Regions from separate parts of the Mus musculus genome. Here region 1 is linked to region 2. The links are chromatin contacts, called in public HiChIP or PLAC-seq maps. All regions are on one chromosome and are shown on one strand. Each heading gives the region's core, a stretch centred on a gene start, on an enhancer-like site or on the middle of the called end of the contact. The rest is flanking DNA. Distances are from core to core; before and after follow the strand shown. Region 1 has its middle 9.5 kb from the start of n-TSgct1. Region 2 overlaps Enah (ENAH actin regulator).

Region 1 (6,183 bases), core at 270-2,769, 120 kb after region 2:
TTGTCAATCAAAACAGGGCAGGTACAGGAGGCCAGACAGGGGGTGGGAAGGGTGGGAGCGAGGGCTCAGTGATTAAGAGCATTTGCTGCTCTTCCAGAGGACTTGAATTCAGTTCCCAGCACCTACCTGATGGCTCACAACCATCTGTAACTCCAGTTTTAAAGGATCTGATGTCCTCTTCTGGCCTCTGAAGGCACCAGGCACATGCATGATGCACATTTATGCATGCAGCTGAAACATACATGTAAAGTAGAAATAAGTCAATAGAGAGGTGGTGTGACAATGAGCTCAAGATAGAAGAGGGCTGGGGATGTGGTAGGGCACACGTGTAGCCTGAGGGTGGTCCTTGTTCAATGCCCTGCACCAAAGATACACTCAAAAGTGGAGAAAGTCTGAGGCTGTAGGCTGTGGTAGATCTAGCCTAGCATACCTAAGAGTTAGGACCTACCTATTGTAAACAAAAAAAAAAAAACTGAGCCAAAAAAATGTAGCAGCGGACTGAGCTTGTGTGCCTGCATCCAGGAATCAGTGCATATGGTGAGGAAGCACTGTGGGCAGGAGGGGCTGGTTGGGGAATTAGAGTCTCCAAAGGCAAAGGATCTAGGGGCTCAACGGTAGGACCAACCTTGGCTCCAAGGTGAGATCCCGCCAGTCTTGGTCATTTAGTGCTGCTGCCACACAACACACCCAGACTGGGCAACAGTAAAGGCAAGAAATGTACTTCTCATGAGGTGTTGGCGCCTGTTAGGGGTCTTCTTGGCTGTATCACTCCTTGGCATAAGAGAGCCGGGCGTGGTGGCGCACGCCTTTAATCCCATCACTTGGGAGGCAGAGGCAGGCCGATTTCTGAGTTCAAGGCCAGCCTGGTCTACAAAGTGAGTTCCAGGACAGCCAGGGCTACACAGAGAAACCCTGTCTCGAGAAAAGAAAAAAAAAAAAAAAAAAAGGAAAAGGGGCCGGGCAGCGGTGGTGCACACCTTTAGTCCCAGCACTTGGGAGGCAGAGGCAGGCAGATTTCTGAGTTCAAGGCCAGCCTGGTCTACAGAGTGAGTTCCAGGATCTCCAGGGCTATACAGAGAAACCCTGTCTCAAAAACAAAAACAAAACAAAACAAAAGTGCCCCCCTCAACGTTGTATTGCTCCAGTGTAAAACTTTAACCAGGGGGAAGCATTCAGACAAATACTTTTCTGACAGATGAAGGTAGGAAGTGATTCAAAGATACTGAGCAGGTGGGGGAGGGAGCCGGTAGACTTGATATCAGGCTCTTCCTCAAGCTCCCAGCTCCTCTCACTGTCTTTGCTGACAGTGGAAGAACTTTGAGGGTGCCGAGAGGCCAGGATAATGGGCAACAGAGCCAGAGTGCCAGAATCAGTCCAGCGTGTACGTATCCAACACGTTCCCAATGCAGAGAAGCCTTAAAGATACAGTGACGGAGGGTCTGAGTCCTCTCCCAGAGCTTGTAGACTGGAGGAGGAGCCTGCACAGGCAGTGTTAAAATGGTGGTGAGTGTGGCTTGTGCTGAGTAGGAAATGAGTGGAACACAAAGGCCAGAAAGACTACTTCCGGTGGGGAAAGCCTCGCAGTGTGGCTGAGTGAGGAGAAGTGGTGTAGGTGAGAAAAGCTAGATCAGGCCTCTCTGGAGCACTCAGGTGTAGCCTGCAGGAAGGGAAGGCTTCCCGCAGGGCAGCCGGGAGGGAGGGAGGAAGGAAGGCCTGTGAGGAGAGTGTACAGACCTTATGGATGGAAAGAAGCAGAAGCTTAGAGACAGAACCAGACCGGGCTAGTTGGCTGCCGCAGCGGGCTTCAGTGACTGGCCAGGTGAGGCATGGATAGGAAGTGATGAGGGAGTCACTCAAAGGAGAATCGGTTTTCTGGAGGAAGATGACAAGGAGCTTATTTGAGCCTGTGGACCAGAGAGGCCTTTAGGGATGTAAATGGAAGACAAGGACCCCCAAAATGCCAGCACTTAGGAAGTATAAGCAGGAAGATCAGAAATCTATGGTCATCTTCAGTGACAGAGGGATTAAAGCCATCCCGGGACATATGAGACCTTGTCTAAAATGAAACAGAGGCGGGATAGGGGCACAAACCGGTCATCCCAGGACTTGAGAAGATCAGGAATACAAAGCCAGCTCCTGCTACATGAGCTGCCTGAGGCCAGCCTGGGCTACATGAGTCACAATCTCAAAAATAAATAGTCAAATAATAAATAAGTAGTAAGAGTGAGTCTGTCAATCTAGTGCCGAGAGGCCGGAAGGGCGCCTCGAGTCTCTAAAACCAGCTCAGACTGGGTAGTGAGTTACAGACCTGTCTGAAGAACGAGAGTCTGAGAGAGTGACAAGTGTGGGGGAGGGGGACACAAAGATGTTCTTAATTGTGTCGCTCTTGAAAAATAAAGACAAGAAAGTACACAATCCAGTCGGGTGAGGAGGGGCAGGAGCTGTAAAGTAAAGGTGAGAAGCAGACACAGGGAGGCCATCAGACAAAGAGTGGAGTGGCACAGGAAAGCCAGAGGAAGTAGCTCACTCAGCCTTGGAGGAAGAACGGTAGTCTAACCATTAGAAAACCTTTCTTAAGCCAGGCACAGTGCTTACTGGGGACAGGGGTGGGTGGGTAGAGGATGGAACTCAGTGCCTGGTGCATGCTAGGCAAGTGTGCCTGCTACAGAGGTATGCCTTTGCCCACCCATAAAGTAGATACAGTTGATATGTACATTTTTAAAAAGAAAATAATCTCTCTCTCTCTCTCCCTCTCTCTCTCTCCTCCACCCTTTTATTCTCCTACCTACCTTCCACCTCTCTCTCATACCCACACTCTGGAGAACTCATGAAAGCAAGCAAGGTCTCTCAAACTGGGCGCTTGCCAGTTTGGCTAGACTGGCCTGGGATCTTCCTCTCTGCCTCTGCAGAGCTGGGATCCTAGGCCACCAGGCCTGGCTTTTAACATAGGTCCTGGGAGATCTGGACTTAGGGTGCCTGTCTTCCTCAGCGACTGTGTTACTGACCAAGCCACCTTTCCAGCCCCACTGGGGACGGTTTTTAACTAATGTCTCCTCAATTGTCACGGCTGGTAAAGAAAAGGTCCCAGGGCTGGTGAGAGACTGAGCTGAGATTTGCAGGTGGATCTACAGGTTTGCTGACCAAGTGTGAAGTCTTGCACTCTGTGAAGAAGGAGAGACTGGTGGCGGTGGAGCGCCCACCAGAGAATTTAGCTGCCATTCTCAGCAGGACAAGCAGAATGATAGGCGAGCTCCTGACAGGGCCATACAGCAACTGGAGTGGCCAGGGAAGCTTCAGTTCTCCCCAGCGCTTGCCTTTCACACCTGAGCTTGGCCTGCATGGGAGAGGGGCTTCTGCATCGCTCAAGGAATTCCAGAATGGAAGGAAACCTCGGGTTCCCTGCCAATGGTAACGTTCATCCAAACAGCAGTCCTCCTGGGTCCTGGGAGAGTGTGGAGCCATGCCCATGGGAAGAGCAGTCTTGCAGGCTGCCAACCCACCCCCCACCCCCGCCACCCCACAGACAACTTTGTAATTTGTGTTTTCATTTTAGAACCTACCACGTCTCTGTGGTAAGACAGCTTTTGGTTCTGCAATGTTTCGTCTGGCCTATCATTCTCTTATTCATTTCAGAAATATCCCCTGAGAGTCACACGCAGTAAGCGCCCATTCGTTGTCCCTGCTAAGATGAAGTTAAGAGCTCATGGGCTTCAGTGGTGTTGCTGACTCCTGCATCCCTGGAGTCCAGCACATAATAGATGCTCAGTAAGGGGTGTTGGAGGCAGATGTGCGTTTACTGTGGAGGGTCTTGCTCTGCCCTCTCCACGGCTCTGTGTGTGTGTGTGTGTGTGTGTGTGTGTGTTGGCCGGGGAACTTATTGTGTGTTTTCATGGTTACAGGGCTCTGTAAAATTTTCAAAAGTAAATTTTTTACTAGCTGAAACCTCTTTTCCACTCTGAATTCCTCCTTCATCACTTTATCTATGCCAAGTGGCACAGAAACAGCCTTGGGAGCTTTGGGGATCCAGCTGATGTGAGGGACACATCCATGTGGTATGGGGACAGTTACATACAGGAGCCTAGCATGACCGCCCTCCAAAAGGCCCGACAAGCAGCTGAGAGAGTCAGGTGCAGATATTTACATCCAACCTATGGACAGAAGCTGGTGACCCCTGTGGTTGAATTAGGGAAAGGCTAGAAGAAGCTGAGGAAGTGGGCAACCCCATAGGAAAATGAGCAGTCTCAACTAACCTGGAGTCCCAAGATCTCTCAACCATCAACTAGACAGTATACACCAGCTGATATGAGGCCCCCGGCACATATACAGCAGAGGACTTCCGGGTCTGGCCTCAGTGAGAGGAGATGCACCTAACCAACCCCCAAGAGACTTGAGGCCTCAGGGAGTGGGGACATTCTCTTGTAGATGGGGGTGGATGTGGTAGTGGGGGGAGTGAGAGTGTGAGGAGAAGGGGGTATGGGATGTGGAAAAGTCAGAGGGCAGACCGGGAGGGTGATAAAGACTAGACTGTAAAAAAAAAGATTAAGTTCAAAAAAAAAAAAAAAAAAAAAGAAAGAAAGAAAAAGAAGAATGTAGAAAAGTTCTTCTTGGCTATCTCAGCATGGAAATGACGACCAGGGATAGTCCTGTTATGTGCCCTTACACTCACTGGGCAAGTCACAAACGTGCAAGGTCAGATGCTGTGTCACAGATGGGCATGTCTGAGGCTGCAGGCCCTGGCTGCTCACGGGCAGTCTTGAAACAACCAATAGCACAGGCACTGTAGGAGACAAGCTGCAGTCCTTAGCCGTCAGCTTGATGCCTGGATGAACCCAGAGTTTAGAAACAGTTGGCCTGGACTTCACTCTTTCTCTCAGGCATACAACAGAGCTTCAAAGCTTGTTCCTATTCCAGAGAATGCATGGAAACTTTCCAGGAAATGATACATATTCCTAAACGATGCTTTTGTGAGAACAGTTTGACCAGCCTTTCCAAAGGGCAGGCTGATCGTCAGAGCTCATGCATCAATCCAATTTGATTTTTTTTTCAAAGACCAGCCAGGTGTAGTGTGGGGGGTGTGCCTGGTCCCAGCTGCTTGTGACATTAAGGTGGAAGGATTGTGAGTCCAGGAGTTCAAGACTTCTTGAAAAAACTAGTCCTCATAATAATATTAATAGCAGCTGGGCGGTAGTGGCACACGCCAAGTACGTCCCAGCACTTGGGAGGCAGAGGCAGGCAGATTTCTGAGTTCAAGGCCAGCCTGGTCTACAGAGTGAGTTCCAGGACAGCCAGGGCTACACTGAGAAACCCTGTCTCGAACCCCACCCCCCCAAAAAAATTAATAGCAAATGTAAAATCAAAGTAAGGGGCTGGAGAGACGGCTGAGTGGTTAAGAGCTCTGCTCCTCTGGAGAGCTTGGGTTTATTCCCAGCACCCACACGGTGGCTCATGGCTCTCAAACTCCAGTTCCAGAGGATTTGACACTCTCTGCTGGTCTCCTTAGACACCAGGTACACACGTGGTGCACAGACGTACACGAAGGCAAAAACACCCATAACGTATAACACATTTTAAAATTAAAATCCAAATAAATGTAGCCTATGTCAAAATCTTCGTACCAAATGTTCTGGCAATATCATGCCACACCTCGGTAGTGAGTGAATTACGGCTCTGGTGACGTTCATTATCCGGTCACCAGGCAGTGCAGGGTCCTCAGTATGAAACTCAGTTGGGAGCAAAACGTTACTCACAAGGCAGTAGGCAGTACCTTTCTTTGAAGAGCTTTCAACATCTCCTCCCTTGTGTCAGCGGGAAGGGCGTGTAAGTAGGAGCTGACAATTCCTGACAGGATCACAGGCAGAGCAGCTGATGAACAAGCAGAGGCCCTTGGGTGGAGCGCCTTCCTCCAGGGATGAGATGAGCCTGGGAAAGCTTCTTGGAAAGGCTGAGTCAACCTCTTGGCCCAGAGGCTGTTGCCCTGGGTAGGAGGCCGATCTGGAACAAAGGTCCCCAAATCTGGCTCATCATCAGAATCTCTTGAGGAGCCCAAGACTCCCAGGCCCACCCTGACCCACTGACCCCCAGTTACCACGAGCGTCAGCCCGTCTGTCTGTGTTTTACTACACACTGGGTGATGGTGATCCTTCTTTGTGAGTCAGAGGTCTCACGTAACTCGGGATGGCCCAG
Region 2 (5,842 bases), core at 761-3,260:
GATGTAATAATAGGTATTAAATAAATGACTGTGGCTCCTGGTAGAGAGCTTAACAATTAAAAACTATCTGCTTCCTATAGGCAGATATTAGTGGAAGTTTGAACTAATTGCTTTAAAGATAGTATAAAGATATATTGCTCTAATAAGTCTTACAGGATCCTCATATTCTGTCTAACGTGGGCTCCATGGGACTTTTGAGATTAAATCCTGATTTGACAAGCTGCATCTTATAAGCACGTATAGATAGACGTGTGAATTGACTGTTTTAAAGGTGATATAATAAAGTCTGCAGGAGACTCATATGCTCTAACTTGGACTTCACAGGAATTTTGGGTTAATATCCTGACATGACAAATTAGAAAGGCCTAAATAGGCTAAAATGTGTGTGATTTTGAGTGTTGTAGTTGTTTTATTGTTCCTCTGGGACATAGGGCAAGCTACAGGTTTTCCTGGTTACCAGCTAAAGGATATGCTCATTTGGGGAAAAGGTTTTGTCTTTGTGTTTTTGGAAAAGGTGATTAAGGTATTACACCTTCCAGACTTATATGGATCAGATTTGATAGAAGGAGACCCCCTGAGAACTAGATTCCAGTGAATCAAACAAAAAGGTTATCTGGATAATACTAAAATTTTGTTTTGAGATTTATAGATTACAGAACATACAGCCTTGGTGAATTTCACTATCAGACATGCTGAACTGACCTGCCTGAACTCCTGATATCTTGGTTTTTCATCCGGATTCAGTCAGGACATAAACATCCGAGACTAATACAATCATTGGTGTGGCCAACGAATTTCCCCATTTTCCCTACCCTTCCCCCTCTCTTCAAAAATATTTCACCGCCCATGTTCATCTTGAAGTTATGAAGTCTTCGTCCCAGTTCCCGAGGCTTTGGTTATTACAGGTTGTCCTTGATGCTAAAAATTTTGAAGCACAGGGCTTAGACCCAGTCCTTCTATTGCTGTTATTGTAAACAGATCTGAGCTGTTTAAGCCTTGAGAGTAAAGGGCCAAATAGGAAATTCATGGCTCTGAGTTTATTGTTAGAGTGCTTTCAGTTATTTTAATTACAAATGGCTGAGAGTAGTTAACAGACAACAGTCTAGATTACTTTACATAGATAGTTGGTTTTCAAAAACATCAAAAGTCCACAAGTTTAATGTTATTTATTCACTTGTTGAGACCAGTCTGCTCCTAACAGTTTTCCCTGTCTTGGATTCAAAGACGAAACTGAGTATCTTTGAGTTACTCCAGTTGTGGTGAAACAGCCACTAGGCAAAAATTGCCTCATTTCATTTACAGACATAATACTGTCCAAAGAAAGGAAGGACACAATTACAGGTTAGGACATCCTGATTCTGCCGAGACAGTAGGCTAGTCCTTAATATTCCTGTTTCTCTAAGTCTGTCAGATGACCCTGGCCAGTAGGCTGAAGACGGATGCTCCAACTGCTGAAGTAAGGGACTGTCCAGGTGATCAGAGGTCTCTATGTATTGGCTACGTTTTGGAAGCTGTGTTAACCTCTCTATATATTTTCAGTTAATATCAGTCATTCTTGGATTTCTGATGGGGTTGAATAACTGCATAGTCTCCTAGCCAACCCAGGCTTTTTACTGTGAGAGGAACAGATTTGAGAGGATGGTGTTCAGATGGCATTCAATCTAAAGCCAAGACATAGCCAGGTACAGAACTATAGTCTTTTAAGTAAGGATAGATGGCATTAACAAAGATGTTAGGGTGTTAGGGCTCTTATACTTTATAAATTACAAAATGGTAATAGCTGTGTTTAATTATATCTGTGATAAAATAGTCTTTTAATTGGACAGAAAGGGGAATTGTTGTGGATAGCTCTAGGGCTAATTATATTTGATGTTAATTCCCTTCTCTGGTGTGGGGATGCATACGAGGGTGATTTCCTGTAAACCTGCTTCCCACCTTAATTTGTAAAATAAAGGAGAGCTGATGCATGGGCAGATAAAAGGAAAGTGGAGGGGAAGGTTGAGAGAGAGGACACAGAGGAGGAGGAAGTAGAAAAGCAGAGCAGAAGCACATGGCCTGGAGAAACCGCAAGTTCTAAGGGGTCTCATAGATGTGCAAGATGGTAGTGTAGTGCAATCTAGGCGCACAGCATGTACTCATATTAACTGAGTTGTGATTTGACTGCCAGGGCATATTTGCATTGGAGATTTACTGCAACATACATGGACAAGATATATATGCGTGTGTGTGTGTAAATCTTTTCAAAATTACAAGGTAAAATCCATAGGAAAGGTTTGGCTGGTGTTCTGAGCTGCAATTCCATCAAGGTAGAAATGGTTCCTGATCGTTCCTTAAATCAGTGTGAAGACAGAGGAGTCTATCATTATTCCCCCCCCCCCCACACACACACAGAGGGTTTCTCTGTGTAGCCCTGGCTGTCCTGGAACTCTCTTTGTAGAACAGGCTAGCCTCGAACTCAGAATCTGCCTTCCTCTGCTTCCCAAGTGCTGGGTTAAAAGGCGTGTGCCACCATGCCCGGCTGTTTATCTTTTTTTGTATCTCAAAGATATCAGACTTAATGGCATCCAGTAAAATGCTAATAAAAAAAAACCAACAAATATGTGCAGTTTTATGCTTGTGCAAGAAAAGCATCCAAATGGTCAATGACCTCTGCAGGCCAACAGCACTGCTACTGAAATTATGTGTAAGGCGAGTCTGGAGACAGTGCAGCTTCTGGCCAGATATGCAGACACACAAGGGTGTGATATGGGCTGCATGACACCAGATTACACTAACCTTTAAAGTCTATGGACTCCAGACTCACCACAAAAATAGTACCAGCCTCTTAATTTTCATAACCCCACTTCAGAGAAGTAGTTTTACAACTGTACTGGCTAGTTTTGTGTCAACTTGACACAGCTGGAGTTATCACAGAGAAAGGAGCTTCAGTTGAGGAAATGTCTCCATGAGATCCAACTGTAAGGCATTTTCTCATTTATTGATCAAGGGGGAAAGGCCCCTTGTGGGTGGGACCATCTCTGAGCTGGTAGTCTTGGTTCTATAAGAGAGCAGGCTGAGCAAGCCAGGGGAAGCAAGCCAGTAAAGAACATCCCTCCATTGCCTCTGCATCAGCTCCTGCTTCCTGACCTGCTTGAGTTCCAGTCCTGACTTCCTTTGGTGATGAACAGCAGTATGGAAGTGTAACCCGAATAAACCCTTTCCTCCCCAACTTGCTTCTTGGTCATGATGTTTGTGCAGGAACAGAAACCCTGACTAAGACAACAACCAAAGACTAACATGGTGCTCCCTAAAAATCAAACACGAATTCAGGAGACTTCATGAAAGAGGACGGAGAGAATGTAAGAGTGAGCACAAGGAGGATTGCTGGGATGCTGTCATCTGATCTGACATGCCCACTGCTCAGGAACTCACTGCAGCCATGGTTGCCTGTATAAGGCCAAGGCAACAAGACTGGACAACATCCCAGCTGGAAGCACTAACAGGACTCAACTGTCAAACTGAACAAAGAAACATGTCCATGTGATTTCAACAACACAGTTTTATGTTTTTATAAGCTCTGCTGTGGTTTGTCTGGATGCTGCATGTGTTGCAGGCTCCATAACACTGAGGGATAGCCTAGTAGGAAGCAGCTGGGAGTGTTGCCCTCAGAAGGGAGCCAGGGTCATCCATAGGAAGGCTTTTCTAAGAGGAGAGGTCCATCAGCTGCTTTCTAGTCTGGCAAAGTGATCTCCCAATGACACATATAGCCAACCAGTACCATGATGTCATCTACTGAGGCCTTCAGCAGAAGTCTGTCCTATGTAAATGGGCTGAACTGTTGGCTAACAGGCCTTTCTTTATGCAGTCAGTTGCTCTTTAGAACTAGGAAAAGAAATGGGCTAAAATAAAGCCTTTGATGTTTGGTTTCACAAAAGACAACAGGATTATTTATTCTCTCGGCATTCAGTTTGTCATTCTGGTTATGCATACAGAAAGGAACTTTTCTACATAGCACTTTGTAGAGGTACGAACAGGAGCTCCCCTCAAGCATCCTTGAGCCACATTTACTGAATCCCTAAGTAAGGGTTTTAAGCTCAAATTATGAATTCTACCTCTGGTTTAACAAAGGAGGAGACCATGGTTAAGAAGCAAAACTGCAGAGCGATCTTGGTGACGATAGTCTACACACTATTAAATGGGTTACCTGCTATTACTTTTTAATGACCGAGAAGAGCTAGATAGGAAATGATTTCAAATGTCAATACAAATGCTAAAAGCTAAAGCCGAACTGAACAAATGATAGCAGTAGCTTTAAGTGGTTCTAGAAACCGGTCACTTTCTTGCCCCAATTCCAGCTCACAACTCAACACATTCTTGTGGGTCAACAGGAGGACCAAGAAAACAGGGCAAGAGTAGGACTAAGGGAAACCCAGAAGAGCGATCTAGAGACAGGTCGTCCAGTGCCGCCACCCAATCGCTCTCTTTCAGAATGAGAACTTACTCGCCCAAATCACTTTCGGATTGAAAACGTTTGTCACACTGAACAAAAATTTAGGCTTTGAGGTATAAGAGAGGGAACAGAAAATGAAAGTTTGATTCGGTAGTTCCTGTTCTTTTTCAAAAGCTAGAAATTCTCATTCTCTCTCTCCCTCCCCCCAAAGATCCATTTATTTATCTTTTATCTGAATTTTGAAATAAGATCTTAAGATCTACTGTCTGGCTGTAGGTCCTAGGGCGAGCCAATCTACTGACCTTGAGCCCAAATCTTACTTCTAAAACAATATCACTAAACTCACAGGGTTTCTATAAAAATTGCCAGTGAGGTTTATCCTAGAAGAGGATCAGAAGCACCACAGGTAAGCGATGAAGCCCGGCCTCAAACTGCAGCAGTGACAAAATGAGGGCATCAGCAGACCGCTGGACAGTGACATGTCAAAGAGCAGGTGAGCCAGAGGACATTATGGATAAAACTTTGAGATGATAAGCTTAGTATTGTTCATATTAATCTCAGCAGCTACAAGACTACACAAATTAAAACTGCCACTGGCGACAAAGTAGTCGAGGGTGTGGCACAGTGGAGCATGACTTTAACCCCAACAAAGGAAGTAACGGGCAGGAGGATCTCTGAGTTCAGAGCCAGGGCTTTTTTCATAGGGGAGTTCCAGGACAGCCAGGGTTATACAGAGACTCTGCTTCAAAACAAACAAACAAAGCCCCCAACCAAACAAAAAAACAAAAAGAAAACAAAAACAAAAAATTCCAAGAATTTGAGATATTTGGGGGTTTTGAAAATCCTACCAATTCCAAGCATAACAAAGACAGCACATAATGCTGAGAATAACGCTAAGGCTCAAGGAAGTAACATTTGCCAAGTTTATGTTAAAAAATTAATAGAACCAAAATTTATTATAAATCTGATGAAAACTTTAACCATAGAAAGGTTATCTCTCGCTCTGTTCTTTCACAATAGTTAAAAAACAAACCAACAAACTCAGTCCTTAGTTAATAGTAAAAAATATTTTGAGGTTTTTCTTTTGGTAAGCTATGTTTAATCATGGTTGAACAAAACCAGAATAATCTAACTAGCATGACATTTTCTTTCTTTAAAATGAATTTAAAGACATATTTCCTATTTTCAAACAATTTAAACCATGTACAAAAATGCAACAAGGCTGTGCAAATTCACCTCAACCAGCCATCAACAGGACTGGCATTGTAGCTTACATAAGCCACAGCTATTATCTACAAAAGCCTATAAATATACTTGATAAGCAAATATAGAAATAAAGATTGTTGTTTGGTCTATAGAATACATTAATTTAAACTGAGACAACTTCCATAGGTGAGAAGGAAAGTTATACTG

The links. HiChIP or PLAC-seq counts read pairs in DNA pulled down with a chosen protein or histone mark.
Region 1: a contact with region 2 is called in an H3K27ac HiChIP or PLAC-seq map of embryonic stem cells, with 6 read pairs. The contact joins two enhancer-like sites. A contact is called at or near these places in 2 of 115 datasets of contacts at active chromatin or transcription factors (both in embryonic stem cells) and 2 of 9 other capture datasets (adipose tissue and pancreatic islet).

The regions. Positions count from the first base shown.
Region 1 is chr1:182,062,377-182,068,559 of GRCm38.p6, forward strand. No RefSeq gene overlaps it. Among named protein-coding and RNA genes, the nearest start is that of n-TSgct1, 9.5 kb to the left of the region's middle. Within about 2 kb of position 1,520, at least 20 of the 459 cell types and tissues checked have an H3K27ac peak or open chromatin away from gene starts, as enhancers often do. A contact at or near this core is called in embryonic stem cells, where this site is marked.
Region 2 is chr1:181,946,416-181,952,257 of GRCm38.p6, forward strand. The region is part of intron 3 of Enah (ENAH actin regulator); the gene reads right to left. Among named protein-coding and RNA genes, the nearest start is that of Enah, 71 kb to the right of the region's middle. Within about 2 kb of position 2,011, at least 7 of the 459 cell types and tissues checked have an H3K27ac peak or open chromatin away from gene starts, as enhancers often do. A contact at or near this core is called in embryonic stem cells, where this site is marked.